Linked DNA regions of Gossypium hirsutum: region 1 is linked to region 2. Evidence: chromatin contacts called from public Hi-C data. All regions are on one chromosome and are shown on one strand. Each heading gives the region's core, a stretch centred on a gene start, on an enhancer-like site or on the middle of the called end of the contact. The rest is flanking DNA. Distances are from core to core; before and after follow the strand shown.

Region 1 (4,334 bases), core at 1,141-3,640, 48 kb after region 2:
TTTTTGAAAACCTAAGTTTAGAAAACTTTATCAGAGTGAAGTTTCACAGTATCTAGTTAACTTCCATGTTAGTACTAGCTCACTGATAATTATTGATGAACCCTTAAGTTATCATTGAAGTCATTTACATATTTTTAGTACTACATGCATAGATAACAGAATGGTGTGAGAAGAAGGAAACTTTTTGTTTCTGGATTTTGTGCCATTGGTTCTTGCATGCATGTTAGGATTTGATATATTGATGATATGATATGTTTAATTATCTTTCTGTAGCTCAAGAAGCTAACCGGGGTCCAAGTGATGAAGGCAAATGACCTACTTTGTAGACTTGTTCTAAAATTTCTGGTGAATTCCTTCTTACTTTCATGTGTTGTAAAATTCTTTGTTATATAATTCATGTAAGGTAAGTAATCCTCATTTATAATGTATGAATGGTGTATGTGTGGTTAATGGTCATTCAGTGTCATCAGTCTGAGTTTAGTTTGTCTGTGAAATGAAGTGAGTGCCATCCTTCATGTCTAAGCCACAACCATCTGCTTTGGATATGCGAAAATATGATCTGGTATGTGGTGATGGAGAAGAGGGGATATGTTTGTGTAGCCTCCGTTAAGGCAATTATTTTGCAAATCGGACTGACAGATCACAATAAAACATTCTAATCAGAATGAAAATGATATGATGAGTTAAGGGGGAGTATGTTTGTGAATAAGGATGTATGATATTCTTTTGATTCTGAACTCTGGGTATGTGGTCGGCATGAAGGTGGGTTGTCTGAGTTGTGTTAAATTGGCGTATAGTATATGCCCATGCGTATAGTATATGAACTTACTCGGTTATCTTTTCCTTCTCAGACTTGCTGACTGAAGGAAGATTGTTTGTTAAAAGGACTACGCCAGAGTGATGCTGCCATTGTAACCTGACAATTTTATTCTATATCATGCATAACTCTTTGGGGTGGCGTATGTTTGTATTTTGGAAATGATATGTATTAAGAACTTCTATTTTGACAATACTTTGTTTTTACGGGATTTTATTTAAATATTAATACTTGGATTTGAATTATTATATTTTGTTCAATGAAATTTACTTAATAAAAACTTATATGCCAAGTTGTTTGTACATTATCTTAAACTACTAATGATGGCAATAAACTATAGTAAGCAACAACCATTGTATTTTTATATCTATAACTTTGTAAAATTTTATAAAGCTTCCGTCAAATGCTTTGAAGTTGGTCTGATTTTAGTTGTGACACATCATACTCGGATCCAATTATTGGGTCGGGTTGGCGTGTTACAATATGTTTAATGTCATAAGCTCAAGTTGACTGTTTTGAAATCTTGCTAAGTTATGCGAAGTAACACCCAAGATTCAAATCTTGTGAAATGGGGTTAGGTTAAGGGTGTTATAAGTTGGTATCGGAGCTTTCGATTGAGCCAATCTTTTGGCTGATAAGTGAGTCAACTCTGTATGCATAGTACACCAAGCCTAGCTTAGTCCTTCAAGTATGTTGAAATTTATACTTGTATGAAAGATGTTTGTTATGTTAGTAAGCATTAAGGTGATAAGAAAGATAGTGGAGGAATAAAAAGATTTATTCGTTAAAAGGATCTGAAGGATATTACAAAGAGAGAAAAATACAAGACATAATGAAAAAAAAGTTTTAGTCTCCTCTCTTGATGTGTTAGTTTGTGGCCTCTGTAAGGATATTTTCTATGGAAGGATGATCTTCAGGATCTTGTTCTGTATCTATTGAGTCATCTTCATTGTCTTAAACTTTGGGCGTTGTAGGAATGAAAAAATCAACTGATTGTTTCCATTCTCTCTGAAAGGTTTCCCAAACTTCGTCCTCAGGATAGTAAACATTAAAGTTCAGTGACTCGGTAGAGATGTCCTTGAAACAATTGAATTCTACCCAACTGAGATCAAGAAGACCTGCAACCACTTGGGTCTACAGAATCAGGTTGGACCTCCATTTTAACAAAGCCTCATTAAGGCTCTTTTTAATGTCCTCTTGATATTTTCTAAAAGCTTCCTTGTTGGATTGGCATAGACTTTCCAACTCTGCTTTATGGAATTCTTCCTGAGCTTTGAGTTTTTCCTTCCAAGTGTATTCTTTTTCCTTCAGTTGAGTGGCTTCCTCCTTTGATTGCTCGCACTCAGTCTGTGCCTATTTATATTTACCCTTCAAATCCGTGACATAGACATCAAGCCTTCTAATCAAGTTATTGGATTCTTGATGATATTGGCGTAGTTTAGCCATAGAGTCCTCGTCAGTTTTCACAACTTTCCCCAAATTTAAAATCTTATCATTGTATTAATCACTGCGTCTTGGAGGGCCCAACTCTAAAGTCCATGGTCTATAGATAAGGCTTATGAAGCCTTTTCCAAAAGGGAAAATGGAGACTCATCAGGATTGGAAGAAAGGTAAGAGGTAAGAGCCTTTTTTAACTGCCGGGGCACGGAGTTTTGTTGCTGCTGAAAAATTACACTTAAAGAGACAGAAGGTGGTCCTAACTTTCATAGGTCACGTCATGGGAAAAATCATTCTGCTTCACTAAAAGAAACATGGTATTGTGGATTGCTAAGAGAAACTACTAATTGAATTAGGGGTGTTGCTTTTGTTAGATTCTCTATCAATAGAGGATCATAAATATGAATTAGGGAGTCTACTTTGTGGACAGGCTCCATTGGTGGTATTGGAGCTTCAGGTAAGGCAAAAACTAGAGAAGTGCAAGTGACTATAAGGGCAGGCTCTTTTTCGGATCTATGTCGTGTCAAGGGAGGACATTCACTACTTCCGGTCTCTTGGGTACTTTCCTCCAATCTGGGCCTCTTATTAGTTTTCTTTGTTGTTGTTTTTCTTGATAGAGCAACATTAGTCTTACTTTGTTTGAGCTTCATTAAAAATGGTTGTAATGTCCATGCTTTAAGCTGAGGCAAGCACAATGCATGAATGTGAGGAAGACCCTACACCAGTAATATGAGAATTAGTATTGTCTGAAGAGGAAGTAGAAGCTGTAATAGGATTACTTAAAATATTCCAGTTGCATTGCCAAAGACCACAAATGTTGTAAAAGTAGAAAGGATGTTATCATATACCCTTTACTAGTACATGTGTCAATTCATCATCCGCGTTGTAAGGCCAAGCAACAGAAGCAGAAGACATGATGAAATCATCTAGCCAAATTATAGAATCATTTGGCTGGCAACCATTTAGGCTTAAATCTTGTAAAAAAATGGAATATGTTTCTAACTAAAACAACCTCTACCAAATTATTTATATTACTTCAAAGCAATTTGAGAATCTATTAGCTGATACTATGCACAGATACTCTCCAGAGGAAGGGACTATTGTGTTACCTTTAGTTGGTAAATTTTTTGGAAAACACCCAACAATGGTGGCTCATTATGCATACAGAAATTAATATAGAACGCCACCAGCGTCTACCAGGATAGGGCTGATAACTGCCCTGGTGCAATATCGTATTCATTTAGCACCACACAAAAGAAGGGGGTTGAGTGGTGGATGAAAACCAGGCTCCAAAAAAATCAAGGGTAAGATAAAACCTATGAGGTTATTGCTTAGACGACATCCTCGAGGTCGCTGGAAGTGATAAGAAAAAATTGGGTGGTGGATACTCTAGACTCCTATATATCAGTGCATTTCCTCCTGGTAGTGCTATAGTCATACCCCACAGCTGATATACTTAGTGGAGTATCATCAGGATCAGACCTTAGGGTTTGAATGGGATTAGATTTCTGAGGATAACATTTTGATTAACTTGGCCTCAACCCTTCTATCTGGTGGTTGTAACGAGCAAGATTCACTCACTAAATCGAGGAACTAAAGCTTGGTTGAAGCCTCCCAACCCTTAACAATGGAGTTTCAGCTTCCTCTAAAAGAAACTAGGAAAAAGATAACTCAATTCATATCTTTTTATGAATTATAATACATTATAATTTACTATTTACAAATTTACCCTTTTAAAACAAATAAAATCTCCTAATTTCAAGCCCATTACTGTCCACTTAATACACACATGGTATATTTACTTACTAGATCCCTTACTTTACCTTCAATTTTTCCATTTAGTACCTTTAATTAATAGAAATCAACTTTTGCATCTTTTACACTTAGTCCTTTTTATTTAATTAACTATCTAAATGATAAAATTTCATAACCAAATTTTAACATGAAACTAATGACCACATAAATATTAAATAATTACGGATCGACACGGTAGAGTTGTGGCCCCGAGACCACTATTTTCAATAATACTGAAAAATAGACTAATTAGTAATTCATTAATCAATTAGGATTTAAGTGCAAT
Region 2 (3,813 bases), core at 914-3,413:
TCTCATCCCATCTCTTAATAATGAGATTAGGGATTCAATTCTTACCCATAGAATGAAGCACATTTTAGGGTTAACTACTTATCTATTTGGAGAGCATCCACGATGATGGATACCTTGATTTTGACTAAAAAAATTCTTTTTATTTACTGGATATTTCTTTAAATTACCATAAGAACATTATAAATGGTAAAGGTGAGATTGATCGGTTCAATTTTTTTAACTAGATCAAGGTATTCAATTTTTTATTTTTCAAATAAAAATCAAACTGATGAATATAAGAAACTAGTTAATCAGAACGTACTAAGTCAGTTCGGATTTTGGATTTTCATATTGTTTTTGAGCTTTTAGACTTTATTTAGACAAAATTGCCTTTGGATTTGGAATTTTCAATTTTAATTAAATAAAACTATCTTTGTTTTGTGTTTCTTAAACACTATTAGATAATTTTATTTTTTTTCAATTATACATAAAATATCAATTAATATATTTATGCTTATTAAAAATCTAATTAAACATTGATTTAATCATTCCTAATTTTCTCTGATTATAGTCAAATATTAAATTATTTGTAATTTACAATTTTTAATGTATAATGAGAGAAAAAAATAACAAAAGCTTTAAAAGTTTTAACAATAATAATAATAGAACACAATACATAATAAGTAAAAGAGAGATAAACATTTGAACTCTTGAAATTTTAACAACAATAATAAATAAGCAATGAACTCGTGACAGATTGTTGAAATTAAATTTAGAATTTATTTTTATTTTTTATTTAATTATAGAATTTAAAAGAAATGAGTTTTGTTTTGGGTTTTAAGTGGATTTATATATTAAGCTTATATGTTTAAAAAAATATTAGGCTTGTCTAAAATACAATGGTCTTTCCTTTTAGTGAAGAAAGGGTTTCTGAAACTCGATCGTCTCTTGATTAGGAAACGAAAAAAGTTAGATTTAAAGATGGTGAAGGTGATGAGGATGTTGATATGTTCGTGGACTTGGAACCGAGGCCAAAGGTATCCTAGAAACATAAGTTGATTGGAACAAGGTTTTCTAACCATGAGGAGGTTAATAGACGTACAAAAGGTGATAGTGTTGAAGATATCGAGTTTCTAGAAGAAGATGTTATAAAACTATGGTCAATGGAATCCCAACTATAGAATTCTCACATCGTATCCAAAAGATCCTTTTTTAAAGAAATGGTGACAACGGTTGCGCTAAAGTTACTAGGCGAAATATTGGATACACAACCCTTCATAATCGGATCAGTAGCCTTTGGCGACCATCAAAACCAATTCACCTAATGGACATTGAATACGGGTATTTTTTGGAAAAATTCCAGTGTATGGAAGATTTTACCAAATTCCTTTCATAAGGACCATGGATTATTTATGATCAATACCTTACTGTGCAGCCATGGACCAAATATTTCGACTCCAAAAAACCTTGCCCGAGTGTGGTTCTGGCATGGATCAGATTATCGGGTCTTCCAGAATTTATGTATAAAAGGAGAATTCGGGAAGCAGTTGGCGGTTTGGTGGGCAAGGTAGCCCAGCTTGATTTCAACGTAGATAGCAAAATCAGACCTTGTTTTGCTAGAATGGTTGTTTTTCGTAAATCTTGATAGATCATTGGTGTCTCGAATATGGGTGAGAGGAGAATAACAGCAGGTAGAATATGAAACTTTGTCGACCATTTGATTTTCGTGTGGCAATTACGGACACTTGAAAGAGATGTGCCCAGCACCGGTGGGGAAGTCGAATAATGTGAAGGAAAAAACCAGTGGGACTTTGGGATCGTCTGAGCCGGTTAACTGTAATGAGGAGGCGACGTACGAGCCTTGGATGGTGGTGGAGCGGAGAAATGGGCGGGGGCAGAAAAAAATGCGGAATCAAAGGGAAGGGGTTTCAAACAAAGTAAGTTCAGGATCGAGATTTCTGGCCCTAAATGATTTAGAAAATCTGGAGAAAGATAATGGTGCTGTAAATGAGGCAATGTCGGGTAAATCTGGAGCTAAAATCAGGTGATTTAATAAATCTGTTTCAAAAACCTTGGGGAAAGGAGCCTCTATTTTAAATAATGGAGGTGTTGGGTCTGTGAAAGAGCCAAGAAGTGGGGTGGGTCAGAGCCTGTTAGTAAATGGACCAAGGCTTGGTGGGTCTTGTAGGGAATGAATAACAATGTTGGACCAGCATCAGGTTGGTGGTGGACTTGGCCCATAAAAAACAGTGCAGGTTAATATGGAAAATGGGCTTTTGGCAATGGAGAATATTGAATTTGGGGAAAGTAAGGGGGAGATTAAGACTTGGGCTTGAGGACCGTTGGGAGCACTACTTTAGACATAGCAATTCGGCAGGCTAAGATTGGTTTTTTGTTGATTGTTGGGTAGGGACCAGGTATTGGTGGGATTAGTTCAGTTAAAAAAAATTTCGGGGTGGGTCGTGATTATTTCTGACCCAAAAGAGCGACAAAATGAATCAGGCATGGACGTGGCAAATTTAGACGTTAATGGGCAGCTGGGTAATTTATTAAAGGCCCTCTTTAATTGTTCTAATTTTTCTAATGAATCCCTTAATACCATTACACACTTTAATCCAACCTTTGAAGAATAGGAGGGGAAGATGGTGGTCTTATATAATTCTAAACTTGACCTAGGAAAACACTCATTTGTTGTCTTCAAGGAAAATGCTAATCCAAATAATGGAGAAGCTTTGGGGGATGATATAACAGACGAGAGTGGGAAAAATTTTTCTTTTTTCAAAACTTAAGGTTCAGGTGATAAAGGCGGTTCGAGCCGAAATGGCAAAAAACTCAATCAAACCATCCGTAATCGGGAGGACAAGTTTAAATTGGTTGCTATTGCCCGAGTTCCTTTGACTGAATTTTTAAACTCTATGGTTGAGTTAATTAATGCTCAACTAGACATGGAAATGGACAAAGGGCTAGAGGCTTTCAAAGGAAATCATACATCAGGGTCGGGGAACTCCAAGCAGTAAGGTTGGTATCAATCCTATTTTTATTTTTTATGGATTTGATAGTTTTCTCCTGGAATTGTCAAGGATGTGCTAGTTTGAAATTTTCTCACATTTTCCTTGTGTACAGTAGAAAACATAAGCTTGATATTGTTAACTTATTGAAGACGAAGGTTAATGGCTTTAAAGTAAAAAAGATTATAGCTAGCTTTGGTTTTCATTATTTTCACCGAGTAAAAGCTATCAATTTTTCGAGAGGTATTTGGGTCAAATTGGACTTAATATATGTTAAGATTATCCGTAGTAATCTTCAATTCATTTGCATTCGGGTTCTGAAAGGAAATTCTACCTTGTAACAGCCCAATTTCATTGGTGTCAAAAACAGTGGTTTCGGGACCACAATTCCAACTAATGAGTTTTTTTTAATATTTATTTAATGCCTGTGGGATTATCTTAAGGTCGTATTAAAGTTTCGTTAAGAAATTTTAAAGTTTAAATGGTTAATTATGTAAAAAAGACTAAATCGTAAAGGTTGCAAAAGTTGGTATCTATTAGTTAAATGGGTTAAATGGCTATGGAAAGGTAAATTTGTAATACTCCACACTCATGCCCTATGCCAGGACGGAATACAAGGCATTACTAAACTTAAACACATGCATTCAAACATTTCCGAGTCATCAAGACTTGATCAAATTTAAAACTTTTTCGAACTTTGTTTAAACTCCTTAATATGGGCCTACGAGGTTTCAAACATTCATTAGAAGCCGTTCGCAATCAACTCGGGTCCTTAAACCGACTTAATACAGATGACCCTTGAAACAGGGTACACGCCCGTGTGGAA

Evidence for each region. A called contact is a pair of places that touch in the nucleus more often than the background predicts.
Region 1: a Hi-C map of leaf shows a contact between it and region 2, with 2.0 times the contacts expected there. The contact joins two enhancer-like sites.

What each region holds. Positions count from the first base shown.
Region 1 is chrA06:107,369,482-107,373,815 of Gossypium_hirsutum_v2.1, reverse strand. No RefSeq gene overlaps it. Among protein-coding and RNA genes, the nearest start is that of LOC107961803, 8.2 kb to the left of the region's middle. Within about 2 kb of position 2,390, at least 9 of the 9 cell types and tissues checked have an H3K27ac peak or open chromatin away from gene starts, as enhancers often do. A contact at or near this core is called in leaf, where this site is marked.
Region 2 is chrA06:107,417,646-107,421,458 of Gossypium_hirsutum_v2.1, reverse strand. No RefSeq gene overlaps it. Among protein-coding and RNA genes, the nearest start is that of LOC107963391, 35 kb to the right of the region's middle. Within about 2 kb of position 2,163, at least 8 of the 9 cell types and tissues checked have an H3K27ac peak or open chromatin away from gene starts, as enhancers often do. A contact at or near this core is called in leaf, where this site is marked.